Regions from separate parts of the Mus musculus genome. Here region 2 is linked to region 1. A link is a contact called in public promoter capture Hi-C data. All regions are on one chromosome and are shown on one strand. The core of a region is the stretch at or near the end of the contact, and the rest is flanking DNA. Distances in the headings are between cores, read along the strand shown.

Region 1 (6,950 bases), core at 2,365-4,864:
TCTTAGAATTTAAATCACTCTCAGTGACAAAGTCTTCCTTATGCCTACTAGGATAACCCATTAAGTCCCATTTAAAGTAATCCACTGCTTTCCAAATCCAAAGTCCCAAAATCCACATTCCTCCAAACAAAGGCAATGGTCAGGCCTATCACAGCAATACCCTGTTGGTCCCTGGTACCAACTTCTGTCTTAGTTAGGGTTTTGCTGCTATAAACAGATAACTGTGACCAATGAAAATCTTATAAAGGACAACATTTAATTGGGGCTGCCTCACAGGTTCAGAGGTTCAGTTCATTATCATCAAGGCGGGAGCATGGCAGTGCCCACGCAGGTATGGTGCAGGCAGAGCTGAGAGTTCTACATCTTCATCTGAAGGCTCCTAGGAGAAGACTGGCTTCCAGGCAGCTAGGATGAGGGTCTTAAAGCACCCACAGTGATATACCTACTCCAACAGGGTCACACCTTCTAAAAGCACCACTCCCTGGGCCGAGAATATTCAAACCATTACAACCAGTTTCATGGCAGGCACTGGGCATTGGGCCTTGTGCCTCCTGCTTCTCCCCAATGATGAGAATCCATTCACATCTTATAGTCAGGGCTCACATAGGTTCTGAGGAAAGGAATGACACGGGTTAACAGAATCTGAAGGAAATGTATGAATCATTTCAGTAGAAAGGAAGACAAGTCACTCGCTCTGGTGCCACCGGAATTCTTAGGCTTTGAAATGTCGGAATGAGTCATAACTGGTCATGTTTTATAAGTTAAAAAGCACTTCAATTGTGTATTATTCACAGGGTGCATGATTACTTCACGGGGGTGGACAGAAACAATTTATCGCCATTTGACAGACCGGTTGCTGAATAAGAGAGGAAGGCCATTAAACAAAACACAGCAAGTGGTGAGCAACGCCCCGCCCCGCGCGCATGCGCGCAAGATCAGTTTTCTACAGGGTGATTTGCACTGACCGTGGCAAGCTAGCCATTCGTTATGCTTTGGATACTGCTCAAATGTGGTCCCTCAGGGCTCAGGCGTTGGGGGCTTGGGCCCTGAGGTGGGATGACATTTAAGGGGCAATGTCAAGCAGGCGGTAGGTAGGCCATTGAAAGCTCTGGATTCACAAAGAACTAATGCTGTTATGAGACAGTGAGTTGGTTCCTACGGGAGTGGGCGTTAGAAAAGAGCAAGCCTGACCTTTGCATCTCTCTGGTTTCCTGTATCGTCACCACGTGATTGCTCTCGCACGCGATCACACCACCCTGCGCTCATCTGTCACGGATCCTTCTGGAAAACGCAGCCAGTAGCAGCCCTTTGCCCTTCAGCCTCTAAAGCCATGAGCTAAGTAGGACTCTTGAATTTATAAAATTCCCTGGCTCATATACCTTTTAAAGCAAAAGAAAATGGATGGATTCACTCTCTCTTTAGAACACTAAGGGATAGCTACAACCATTAACATCAGCCGAGTCTAAAGAGTACACACATACCCTAAACATACCTAAGCATGGAGAACTGAAACTAAGAATGGAGAGAGAATGTTTCAGAAAGTCACATAGGACACATATAAACTAAGTAGCTTTTAACCTTGGTTAAAAAAAAATTGTAATCATATCTGTTGCAAAAAATCAAAACCCCCTAAAACCCATTGTTTCTTTGTATCAGCAAAGCTCAGCAAAGAGGCTGAGCTCTCCTCCTCTTTTTCTTCCTTCCTTCTTTCCTTCCTTCCTTCCTTCCTTCCTTCCTTCCTTCCTTCCTTCCTTCCTTCCTTCCTTTTTCTTTTCAAGACAGGGTTTCTTTGTGCAGCCCTGGCTATCCTGGAACTCACTCTGTAGACCAGGCTGTCCTTGAACTCAGAAATCTGCCTGCCTCTGCCTACCAAGTGCTGGGATTAAAGGCGTGCGCCACCATGCCCCGAGCTCTCCTCCTCTTGAGGCTCTGCTGACTGCAATGAGACCACAAGAACAGAAGTGATCTCTTTGCCCTTTGGCTACCTCTGTTCATCTCAAAAACATTTCCTGTTCCGCCTCACTGCTATGGAGTCCACACTGAGGTCTTAATCCAATTCTCAGTATAGGTTGGAATCCTTCCCTTTTGTTTTCGCTGTCCTCTGCCACCACACACACAGCAGGATTTTCCTTTTCTTAATTATTTAATTTTGTGCACCTGAACATTTTGCCTGTAGGTGTGTGTACTGTGTGCATGCCGGTGACTGCGGAGATCAGAAATCCCTGGAACTGAGGTTGCAATGAGCCTTCATGTAGATTCTGGGAATTAGATCTGGGTCTTCTGCAAGAGCAGCAAGGGCTCTAAACCACGGAGCCATCTCTCTTCTTTAAAGGTCATGTCATGTCCATCACTCTTACCAAAGTCAGAGGGAAAGCCAGGCATGGTGGTGGTGCACTTCTTTAATCCCAGCTCTCAGGAGGCAGAGGCAAGAGGATCTCTGAATTAGAGGCCAGCTTGGTCTATATTATGAGCTCCAGGACAGCCAGGACTACATAAAGAGACCCCATCTCAGGAAAAAAAAAAGGGGGGGGGTGGCAAAGAAAAATTACGTTTCATACAGTCTGAGTTTTCCTATTTGATGCTCACACTAGCTTCCGTGCCTGGAGTTGGAAGCCGGTTCTCCCGACTTTGTAACAGCCAGACCATGCCTTTTATGAATGTCAGCATAGGAAGCAATGAGTCACACTCTGGATCTTCCATTTAGAACCAGAGGAGGCCCCACTCCTCTAAGCAGAAGTGATCCACTGCACGCATGCTCACAGCCCTCTCCTTGGCTACCATGGGCATGTGGCCCCACTAGTCCACCAGAGCGAGCCTGCTCACCTTTTTGACAATGACCTCTAGCTCACATTTTCAAGTTTTATTCTATTTACTTATATAATGTGTTTATTTTTATTCTCTCTAAAATTCAAGTCACTAAATTCCACGTGGGCCTCATTCTGCCACTTCTTATTGCTGATTTGTCTTGCCTAGTCTTGTGTGTGTTGTGTGTGTGTGTGTATGGAGAGACAGAGAGAGAGAGTCAGAGACAGAGACACAGAGACAGAGACACAGAGAGAGCATTGTGCGTTTCTGAGCTGTAAACGCTTGGTTCTAGAAATCTGTCTCTTTAAAAGTTGTCAAGAAAGCTTTGATGGAATCTTCCTCCAGAGAGGGCTCATGCTTGCTTCAGCCGGTGCCTGGGACCTGTCCAATCTGGCAGGACCTTACTATAGATGCTCTGCCATGGGTATCTGGGATCTCAGATGTGTCAGATGGGTGGGCCCTGATCTGATTTGGAGTGGGCATTTCCAGTTATGTAGTCACTGCTGTTGCTGCTGCTGCTGCTGTTGCTGTTTTTTGAGATAGTTTCTCTATGTTACCCTGGCTGGCCTGGAACTTATGTGGACCCAGGTGGCCTCAAATTCACTGAGATCCACCTACCACTCCGTCTCCCAAGCGCTGGGGTTAAAGCACGTGTCTCCACACCCGGCACTAGTTCTGAATTTTTATGATATGGCTTGTCTTTCTCTGCCCAGTGGTGGGGATAAGGCAAACAGGTTTCTTTTGCCCACTCTGTAGTCATTTCTGAACTTTCTATCATCAGCCAGCCTCCATCTTGTCTTTCATAAGCCACATGGGAATGCCCTTGGCTCCACTGTGTTCGTGGGCTCTTATGCCCCAGCCTCTGTGGCTTGTGATTCATGCTTTAGACAAAAAAAAAAAAAAAAAAAAAAAAAAAAATCCCACTGCTTTCTTTATAGCTGAGTTGCTAACTTAAACGGCACTTTTCTTTCTTTTTAACCTACCTTAGGTAGTTCTGCAGTAGGAGGGTTCCAAGAAAGTTAGTTGTCCTGTTGTTAGCATAGGGAATTAAAGGTACTGTTTTACGCGTACAGGGCTTGTATTCAGCCATCTTGTAAAATTTTATTAATTCTGCTATTTTATACTATATATATATATATATATATATAGATTAGTTTATGTACCTTATATTTTTATATTTCCTAGGTGTGTAGTCTATAATTATGTATTTTTATACTTACTAGAATTTCTAGAAATTGTTGATGAATAGAAGGTATGTGGAGCATCGTGCTTATTTTTTATTTAAGTTCAGTAGATTTGGTAATTTCTTCTTTTTAAGGAAATTACCTCTATTGATTTAACAAATTTCCTAATAGACCTAGTTTAGTTAGTTCTATTCTTTCTTACTAAAAAATTTCCTTAAAAATTCATTATTTTATTTTATGCGTGTGTCTTGCCTGCATGTATATCTATGGATCACACATGTGTAGTGCCCATGGAGGCAGACGAGGCCGCAGATCCCCTGGCACTGAGCTGGAGTTACAGATGATTATGAGCTGTGAGGTGGGTGCTGGGACTGAACTTGTGTCCTTCCCAAGAGCAACCAGCAGTCTTAGCCACTGCATTCTCTCTCCAGCCCCTTGTTCTTTTAATCAGACCATGGCTGCTGAAACCCATTCAGCACCTCAGAATTTATTGGTTTGGCGCTACATCTAATTTTAAAACAAGTCTTGCTGTTTATCCTTCAACTCCGGTCCTAACTATCAAGGCTGAAGCTGAGGGTACTGGAGGGGGAACCCCAAGGATGACCAGTGTTAATATGATGAAGGATTCTGAGTTGCTGGTTAAGGAATTAGGACTCTGTACTAAGGGCAGAACTGACTACTGAAAAACTCACTTTGTGGCAGTAAAGAGTTTGGACTGTAGAGTCCGGCTGGAGGCCAAGAGACCATTGGGAATGTGGCTGTTGTTGTCTAGGCCAGGAAGAGACACATTATGGTTGCTACATTGTTGCCCATTTCCTGCCTCTGAGGTCAGGTTCTTCCTAATACAACAGTTACTTAAGACTCTGGATGTGTGTGTGTCGGGAGAGGGCAGAGTTGGTCATTTATTATCAGAGAAAACAAATCACGTTAATAATAACAAAAGTCCAGGCATGGTGCCACCTGCTTTTGATCTATCACTGAAAAGCCAGAGGCAGATGGATCTGAGTTCCAGACCAGTCAGGCAAGGAAACAGACGGCCAGGAATGTGCTCTTCTCAGGCCGTCTTTCTTTTCAGCTTCTCTGTGTGTCCTTTCAGGTCCCAGTGGGCAGTTCATACGTGACTCAGCCAAAGTCTGTCTGTCTGTCTGTCTGTCTCTCTTTTATGCAACATGATCCACAATGTTTTCATTCTTACCATCAGTCCCTTAAGTATTTAGGGATCCACCCTACTCCATAACTCCGTACAGTTATGAACTTCAGATGAGGCTGTCTCTGTTTCAGTCCCAGAGCTAGGGCCTGACAGGAACCCCAGCTGTTCTCATCAACCCAGTCCCTGGCGGGTTTAAGCATAGAGATGTGGTAAATTCCTGGCCCTGAGCCAAGGGATACCGGCTGGGAAGGAAGGTATCTTTACCTCTGAGGAGGACACACTAGAAGAAATGCTTTCATGTTCCTTAGCGCATCATTGGTTCCGAATGCTATGTCTGAGACAGCAGCAAGCAATGTAGTGACTAAGAGGGGGAAAGTAGAAACAGTCAGGGTGAAGACTAAACATTTGGGAAAGCTCCTAGTTCCTTAGTTATGACATTGAGCCACTGACAAGCAAACGGCTGTATTTCTGAACTTGGCTTGACTGTTTGTGTGTGTGTGTGTGTGTGTGTGTGTGTGTGTTGTGTGCATGTGTGCTGTGTGTGTATACTGTGAATGTGTATGTTGTATGTATGGTGTGGTGTATGTGTGTGATATGTGTGTGGTGTGTGTATGTGTGTGTGTTTGTGCATTTCAGTTTTCATGCATGCATATGTGGAGGTCAGAGATTGACACTGGATGTCTTTATCACTCTCCTCCTCCTCCCTCTTCTCCTCCTTCTTTGAGATGGAGTCTCCCACTGATATGTGGGAGAACTCACTGGTAAGCTAAACTGGTTGGCCAGTGAGCTGCAGGAATCTGCCCGTCTCCTTCCCTTGAAAGTTCTGGGGTTCAGATATAGGTAAATGAGCATCCAGACTCCAGCCTCACCTTTGCACAGCGGGCACTTTGCACACTGGGTCATTTCCCCAGCCCCGCTTGGCTTTATTGATGTCTACAGTGCTATAGATTGAATATTTGTTTATGTTCCTTCCAACCCCTAATGTTTCACATCTAACACCCTAAGACACAGTGCGACTGTGTTTGGAAGTGACGAGGTCATAGGCATGGTTCCGGGAATGAGGTTGGTGCTGGTCTGAAGGAAACCTTACAGCGCTCCCCGGCTTCCTTCTGTATATTAGAATACATAAGAAGACATCATGGACTGGAATGTGAACCCCCATCATATATCTGACCTATTAGTGACTTGATTCTATAGGTCTCAGCTTCCAGAGCTTGATAAATAATTTTCTGTAAACCACTCAACCTGAGGTTTTTTGTTTTAATGCTAAATTAGAACAAGATAATGACTTTTTTCTTACATTATTTGTTATTGTTATTGTTGTTGTTATTGGGTTTAGTGGAGTTTTTGGTTTGTTTTTGACTGGATCTTTCTTTCTGTGTAGTCCTGACTGTTCCAGAGCTCACTCTGTCCCAGGCTGGCCTCAAACTCACAGAGATCTGCCTGCTTCTGCCTCCCAAGTACTGAGATCAAACGTGTGTTTCACTAAGGCCAGCTTCATTTTTATTCTTAATTGTGTGTGTGTGTGTGTGTGTGTGCACTCAAATGCAGTTTCCTGTAGACACCAGTAGAGAGCGCCAGACCTCCTGAAGTCGGAGTTACAGGCAGCTCTGAGCTGTCTGATAGAGGTGCTGAGAACCAACCCCAGGTCCGCTGAAGAGCATAATGACTTGAGCCATCTTTCCAGCCCTTGACTGCACTTTCTTGAAAGTGTGTGCTTTGATGCCAATGCCTTTGTATTAGTCCAGTCTTCTTTATTTCTGTAAGTATCATTTAAGCCAAACTAACTTTGTGAAATAGAGAAGTTTATT
Region 2 (6,950 bases), core at 1,884-4,383, 62 kb before region 1:
CAAGAGGTAGAAACAGTAAGAAAAGAAGCCAATCTGTCCCCATCTTTAGGCAATATGATCCTATATTTAAAGACCCTAAAAATTCCATCTGAAACCCTTAGGTCTGATGATGGCTCTCAGCAGAGTTATAGGATCCCAGCTTGACACCTGAGAAATGGCATGTTCTCTGCACACTAATTGTAAGCATGCCAAAAGAAGTCAGGAAACCAGTCCCATCCACAATAGCTTATACAAGACTCTGGGAGTCTATCTGAGCCAAGGTGAAAGACCTCCTCTGTGGAAACGTGTGGGGTCCTTTTGCCCCCACCAGCAGACTGAGATCATGAGAAATCCGCGTGCAATAGAAAGAAAATCCGGTCCGATACAGCTTAGTTAGCAGGGTTACTTCAAACTTCTAGAGTCTAACACTGGGCCATTTATTTTAGACACTTAAGTACAGTGCAGTTTGGTGACAATGATCTCAATTCCATGTGTACAATAAAGTTTAAAATGTGACACATTTGAATTCTTTAGAAAAGTACATGTGACCTCTTCCATAAATACTGGATCTATAGCTTTAAGGGCCTAGGTGGGGATGGAGTGTGGTCTAAGTCATACAGGTATTGTAGAGGTCACGAAGCTACAAAGTACATGTGACATCTCCCCTAGGGATTGACTCTATTGACTGAGAAACAGTGCTCAAGATAAAGGCCTAGGGAGGAAGAATAAACATAAGAGTCTGGGAGTATTGGGTATGGCCTGGCCCTTCAGAGAACACAGATCATCAGGTTATTAACCACACCCACCCCAGCCTTCTGGTAGGAAACAGGTCTAAATCTCCTCCGATGACGAGACAAGCATGTGTGCTTACCATTCCTGGTTTCCCTGGTGCTTATCTGTGAGCACAAGCATCATGTGCCCTCTATAAAAACTGAAGGAAGACGCTGAAGAAGACACCAAGAATTCTTATGTCCACAAACTGACATAATAATTAATATTATGAAAAGAACTATATTCCCTGAATGTGATCGACAAATTTGGTGCAATCATCATTTCCCTAGAGTGGAACCACTGTGATCATGGGCAGCCTTTATAGTTCACACTTGCAGAGAACAGGCTGGTTCAATACCATGTTGGGTCTCTCCCTCCTGTCTTCTTCCCCATCCTTTTCAAGGGGTGGGTGTCTGCTAAGGAGCCAATCACCCCTTTCCCATTCAGTTTTAGCATCACCTTGCAAAAACCTGTGCTAGTAAGAGGTAGGTCTGCCTTATAAAAACTATCCAAGACAATTAGTTTATAAAAAGGATAGCCTTAATTGGAGTCAGATTTTTCTGTGTTTTGCCTATGGTTGGTTCCATTGCATTGTGTCCATGGCAAGGCTGGACATCATGTCAGGAGTATGGGGCAGCAAAACTGCCCAGTTCCTGGCTATGTAGAAAAAGAGAAAGAGGAAAAGGCTGGGATCTCACACAGCTCCACGACAGGAAGGCCTCCCACTCAGCCGCCTTTAAAAGGTTTCATTACCTCCTGATAGCAGCTGTTTCGATCCAAGCCTAAATACAGACTCATCAAATTATCACAGAATAAATAAAATTATCACAGAATAAATAAAACAAAACTGAGATGGAAAATCACAAACATAAATAGGGAAATCACAAATAACTAAACGGCAGGATGGATGAAAAGAGATGCAGATGAACGCAGAGGGTTTTGTTATTGTTGTTTTCCTTAAGCAGTCTTTAATGAAAGCTGTGCACGAGATGTCTCTACTCCTGCATCTTCTCAATTGTTTTTTTCCTTATATTTGCCCTTCTCCTTTTCTACTTGCTTAGACTTGGCTTTTCTCTCCAGGAACTTCTTGCAGCCCTCATCCAGCTTTACCCTGGTGATACCCACCTTTCTGGGGTGGATGCCCGCATGGACAGTTGTGCCATTAGCCTTTTCTTGCTGAACTCATTCAGTGTAGGTTACTTATTTCTTCCTGCACACATGGACCACTTCGTGTGGACGGAACGTTACACTTCTGTCTCAGTTCTTTGGAAAAAGGGAAAGACGTGAACTTCCTCCGAATGTGAGAAGGCACGTTGAAATGCCGTTTGCGGTTCTTGCTTCAGTCAGAAGTCATGGAGGGACTGAACTTCCTTTTGGTGGCTGTGATCTAGCAATGGCACCAAGCCGATCCTATTTCATGACTGGATGTGTCCAGTGGTCCTGACACATATCAATTCAGTACAAACAAGAAAGTCTCAAAACAACAGTGCTCTTGAAATGGAAAACAATAACAATGACAAGAGAAAATAAACAAAAGCACCTGAAGGTTTTTGCTTTGTTTTTCAACACTCAGATTCCTACTTGAAGGGATCTGTGTTCTGAGGAGCCATGCACTGACAAGGACCGTGGTGAAGGCTGAGCAGGCACAGAGAGCAAAGTTGGGTGTTGGAAAATAGTGCTGTTTGATCTATAGCTATTTCCTTCCATCATCCACATTGTGTCTTAATGCTCTAGAGGGAACCAATCACCTATTCCAATACCCTCCTGCACAGAATGGATGCTTAAGAAGACAAAATAATAAATTCTTTAAAATGCTTAACAAAATGTGTTTCCTCTTTAGCCCTTCTCTCCATGTCTGGTGAGGTCACGGTTTCTATCCCTCTCTATCCTTCTGGGTGGAGTGAGGGGTGTGGAGATGGGGCTTAGTGGCGAGGGTCCTCAGACTCAGGGGTCAAGGAACCACACCAGGTTTTGGATATAAGCAGTGAATGAAGGCTTGTGCAGTGCTGTTCAATGACAGACACCGACATTCAGGGAGAGTCGTGGGCAGGAAGCAAATGAAGATAAGAGGCATAGGAGAAGGAAATAGACTGCCTCTCTGTTGTAAGCTCCCTTCCCACCGAGTGAAAAATGAGGAAGTCGTGGAAGGGTCTAGAAAGAGGAATATGGGACGGCACACTCTGGAGATGGAGATGAATCTGATCCTCTGCCAGCTGGCAATCCTCACTCACACTCAATTTCCAAGTCACTCAGTATTGGCTGTCAGAAGCTGAGAGATTTGGACGTTCCCCAAATGGACCACTCAAGATGCAAAGGAGAACAGACCATTGGGCCTTCGGACGCAAAGGACATATATGTGGCTTCTGCTTGGCCCCTCCCACACACCAACCCTCCGGGATATAGTTCTCCACCCCGACTGAGTTCTCGCCTCTGGTCATTGCTGCACAGGGAAGCCAAGACTTCACACAGGTAACTGGGTCGGGGTTGCCAGGGAGACCAGTGGGGCAAGAGATGTGTAAGGGATGCAAGGAAGGAAGGGCTCTAGGCCTTGGGTGGAAGGAAGTATGCAGATATAGAAGGGGTTCGTGTAAGGCTTGGGAATACACCAGCACTGCACTCTAGCTTGGGTTGTGGCCTCCACAATCCCTAGGCAAATTAAGACTCAAACTCAATATGTCTTGGCCCAGTTCCCAGCTGATTTCCATCCTAACTCTAGTCTTATCCCTAACCTTAGTTCTTTGCTTAACATACTTTTGGAGATATTTTAGATCCAAACCATAGTTCTTAACTACAATACACATGTTCATGTGTGTGTAGTTATACGTATAGATATATGTGCATGTATGTGGAGGCCAAGGACAAACATGGCTGTAATTCTCAGGAGCTGCTTACCTTAGTTTGCATGTGCATGTGCATGCGTGCGTGTGTGTGCATGGTATGCATGTGTGGGCTCCATGTGTGTAAGTGCATGCCTGCATGCATATGTGGCAGGCAGAAGCTGACATCAAGTATCCTTTGTTCTCTCTCTCTCTCTCTCTCTCTCTCTCTCTCTCTCTCTCTCTCACTTTCTCTGCCTTATTTTTATCCATCCCATAATCAGCCTCCAAACGCTGACACCATTGCATACACTAGTGGGATTTTGCTGAAAGGACCCTGATATAGCTGTCTCTTGTGAGACTATGCTGGGGCCTGGCAAACACAGAAGTGGATGCTCACAGTCAGCTATTGGATGGATCACAGGGCCCCCAATGGGGGAGCTAGAGAGAGTACCCAAGGAGCTGAGGGGAACAGCAACCCTATGGGTGGAACAACAATATGAACTAACCAGTGCCCCCCGGAGCTCGTGTCTCTAGCCTCATATGTATCAGAGGATGGCCTGGTCGGCCATCAGTGGAAAGAGAGGCCCATTGGTCGTGCAGATATAATAGAGGCCCATTGGTTGTGCAGACTTTATATGCCTCAGTGCAGGGGAACGCCAGGGCTGGGAAGTGGGAGTGGGGGTGGGGTGGGGGAGTGGGGGACTTTTGGGATAGCACTGGAGATGTGAATGAAGAAAGTACCTAATTTAAAAAAAAAAAAGACATGATCTTTCACTGAAGCGGAAGCTTGCCTTCTCAGCTCATCCTTCTGCTGATGAGTTCTCATGACGTCTCTCTGCCCCGTTCCCACAAGCACTGGGCTTACAAGAAAGAGTGTGCCACCACAACCAGCCTTTACATGGGTGCTAGGGATCCAAACTTGGGACCTCATGACTGGACAGTGAGCACTTTATCTTCCAAGCCATCTCCCTGTCCCACTCTTTTGTTTTGTTTTGTTTTGTTTTGTTTTGTTTTGTTTTGTTTTGTGTTTGAGTTAGGGTCTCTTACTGACCTGAATCTTGCTAAGTAGGCTGGGCTGACCTGACAGCATACTTCAGGGATCCAGCTGTCTCTGCCTCTCCAGAGATTACTAGCATGACAGACACCATGCCTAGATCTTCTTTCTTTCTTTTAAAACTTTATTTATTATTTGAATTATATGTACATGTGAGTCTCTGTATTTGGATGAGTGCTTTTGAGTGCAGGTGCCCTTAGAGGCCAAGGGAGTTGAATCTCCCTGGAGCTAGAGTCACAGGCTGTTAGGGGTTGCCCGATGTGGGAGCCGGGAGCCAACTCAGGTTGCCTGGAAGAACATTACATGCTTGTCTTAGGGTTTCTATTCCTGTATAAACATTATGACCAAGAACCAAGTTGGGGAGGAAGGGTTTATTCAGCTTACATTTCTACACTGCTGTTCATCACTAAAGGAAGTCAGGACTGGAACTCAAGCAGGTCAGGAAGCAGGAGCTGATGCAGAGGCCATGGAGGGATGTTGCTTACTGGATTGCTTCCCCTGGCTTGCTCAGCTTGCTTTCTTATAGAACCCAAGACTACCATCTCTGGATGGTACCATCCACAAGGGACCCCCCATCCCCATCACTAATTGAGAAAATGCTCCACAGCTGGATCTCATGGAGGCATTTCCCCAACTGAGCTCCTTTCTCTGTGATAATTCCAGCCTGTGTCAAGTTGACACAAAACTAGCCAGTACAATGCTCTAACCACTGGGTCATCCCTCCAGCCCTGCTCCCAGCTGCCTCACATGGGTTCTGGGGATGGAATATCAGCCCTCATATTTGCCTGGCAAGTACCTTATTGACTGAGCACAGTATTCTATTGCAGTCCTAACCTCAGCTCCTACTTCAACCCTGTCCGTTCCAATCCCAGATCCAAAATTAATCTTCATACAAGTCGCGCACTGAAGTGCCCACACTTAGGTCTTAACTTCCAGTTTTATTGCAAGCTCAGGTCCGGTTCCTTCTATGTTCCTGACTGGGTACTGATGCCAGTCTCAGAATGAGACTCAAGGTCAAGTTCAGCCTCATCTTAGACCCAGCTGTCGAACTTTTTTTTTCTTGAAGTCTTAACATTTAATTTTTATTTGCAAATATTCCAAAGAACAGTGTGACTTTGTTCATTTACAGTGTTAAAAAAAGTTCTAAGTTATTTATATTTATTTGAACCATAAACCATCATGAAAATTTAGCTATTTATTCTTTCTACACACAAAAATATTAGACTTATTTGTAGGTGGCCATGAAAATGTTAAGAAAGGTTCTCAGGATGGTGTATTCCAGATGGTCAGATTGGTTCCTGATATAGTGATAGACATTATTCAGAAAACGAAACGAGATTGTTGGGGTAGCAAGATGGCTTTTGGGTAAAGGAGCTTGCAGCCAAGCCTGATGACTTGGGTTCAGTTCCTGAAAGCCACACTGTGGAAGGAGAGAGCCAACTCCTACTTATTAGCCTCATCCTTCCCTGTGTAAATCATGCCACACATGTGCACACACACATGCCATAAACACAAATAAGTGATTAAAAACCTACCCGATTTCCTATCATATTAAAATGACAGGCTAGACAAAAACCAGTTTCCCTTGTACTATTGCCTCTTAGATCTCTCATAGTGGAAACGTGGCATTGGGCCTTCCAAGAGAGAAAGGCAGATATAGCCTATCAGGTTTCTCAAAGTCCATTGAACGCCCTTCTACGCATGGCATTTGGAAGCAGTGTTTGAGGGTATTTCTGTGTTTGCTCTGTGGTCAGGCAAGACATCCTTTGGTCTCAAAGAGACAGAATGCTGTCGCCTTTCAAATACTTTCTCACTTTGGCCAACGTTGCAAAAATCACTAAGTAGCAGAGAGTTGAAAGTCCTTAGCTCCAACTTTACCTCCAACTTCAGTCCTGGCTCACTCCTCCTCAAAGGCAGATCCAGTTCTGACTTTGTGTCCAACCTCAGCTGCAAACTCATGCCTATCTCCACCCTCACGACAACCTAGGGCTGTTCTTTTTGTTTTGTTTTGTTTTTTGAGACTGGGTTTCGCTGTGTAGCCCTGGCTGTCCTGGAACTCACTCTGTAGACCAGGATGGCCTCGAACTGAGAAATCCGCCTGCCTCTGCCTCCCAAGTGCTAGGATTAAAGGCGTGTGCCACTACTGCCCGGCCCCAGGGCAGTTCTTAACAGGGGTATTCAACCCCAGCCACAGCCCTGCCCTCAGCTCCACCATGCTTCTTGCTTCATCTTAGACATACACCCTAACTGAACCCTAGTCTCTTCGTTTCAGTTCTGATTGTCCCAGAAGCCTTGCGTTTGTCAAAACATGACAATGAGATATGAAA

Evidence for each region. Promoter capture Hi-C pulls out the DNA fragments that hold promoters and counts their contacts.
Region 2: a promoter capture Hi-C map of macrophages shows a contact between it and region 1, with 8 read pairs. The contact joins the promoter of Mgl2 here to the enhancer-like site in region 1. A contact is called at or near these places in 2 of 39 promoter capture datasets (embryonic stem cells and macrophages), 2 of 15 datasets of contacts at CTCF or cohesin (CD8 T cells and the NIH/3T3 cell line), 6 of 484 Hi-C or Micro-C datasets (the G1E-ER4 cell line, the STO cell line, bone marrow-derived macrophages and 3 more), 3 of 115 datasets of contacts at active chromatin or transcription factors (CD8 T cells, embryonic fibroblasts and embryonic stem cells) and 4 of 9 other capture datasets (adipose tissue, liver, macrophages and 1 more).

The regions. Positions count from the first base shown.
Region 1 is chr11:70,188,702-70,195,651 of GRCm38.p6, forward strand. No RefSeq gene overlaps it. Among named protein-coding and RNA genes, the nearest start is that of Slc16a11, 22 kb to the right of the region's middle. Within about 2 kb of position 3,615, at least 50 of the 459 cell types and tissues checked have an H3K27ac peak or open chromatin away from gene starts, as enhancers often do. A contact at or near this core is called in CD8 T cells, the NIH/3T3 cell line, the STO cell line and 3 more, where this site is marked.
Region 2 is chr11:70,127,224-70,134,173 of GRCm38.p6, forward strand. It overlaps Mgl2 (macrophage galactose N-acetyl-galactosamine specific lectin 2), which reads left to right and starts at 3,134. Exons shown (of 10, transcript NM_145137.2): 1 at 3,134-3,219; 2 at 6,896-6,950. The coding sequence starts at 6,932. It also overlaps the pseudogene Gm12311.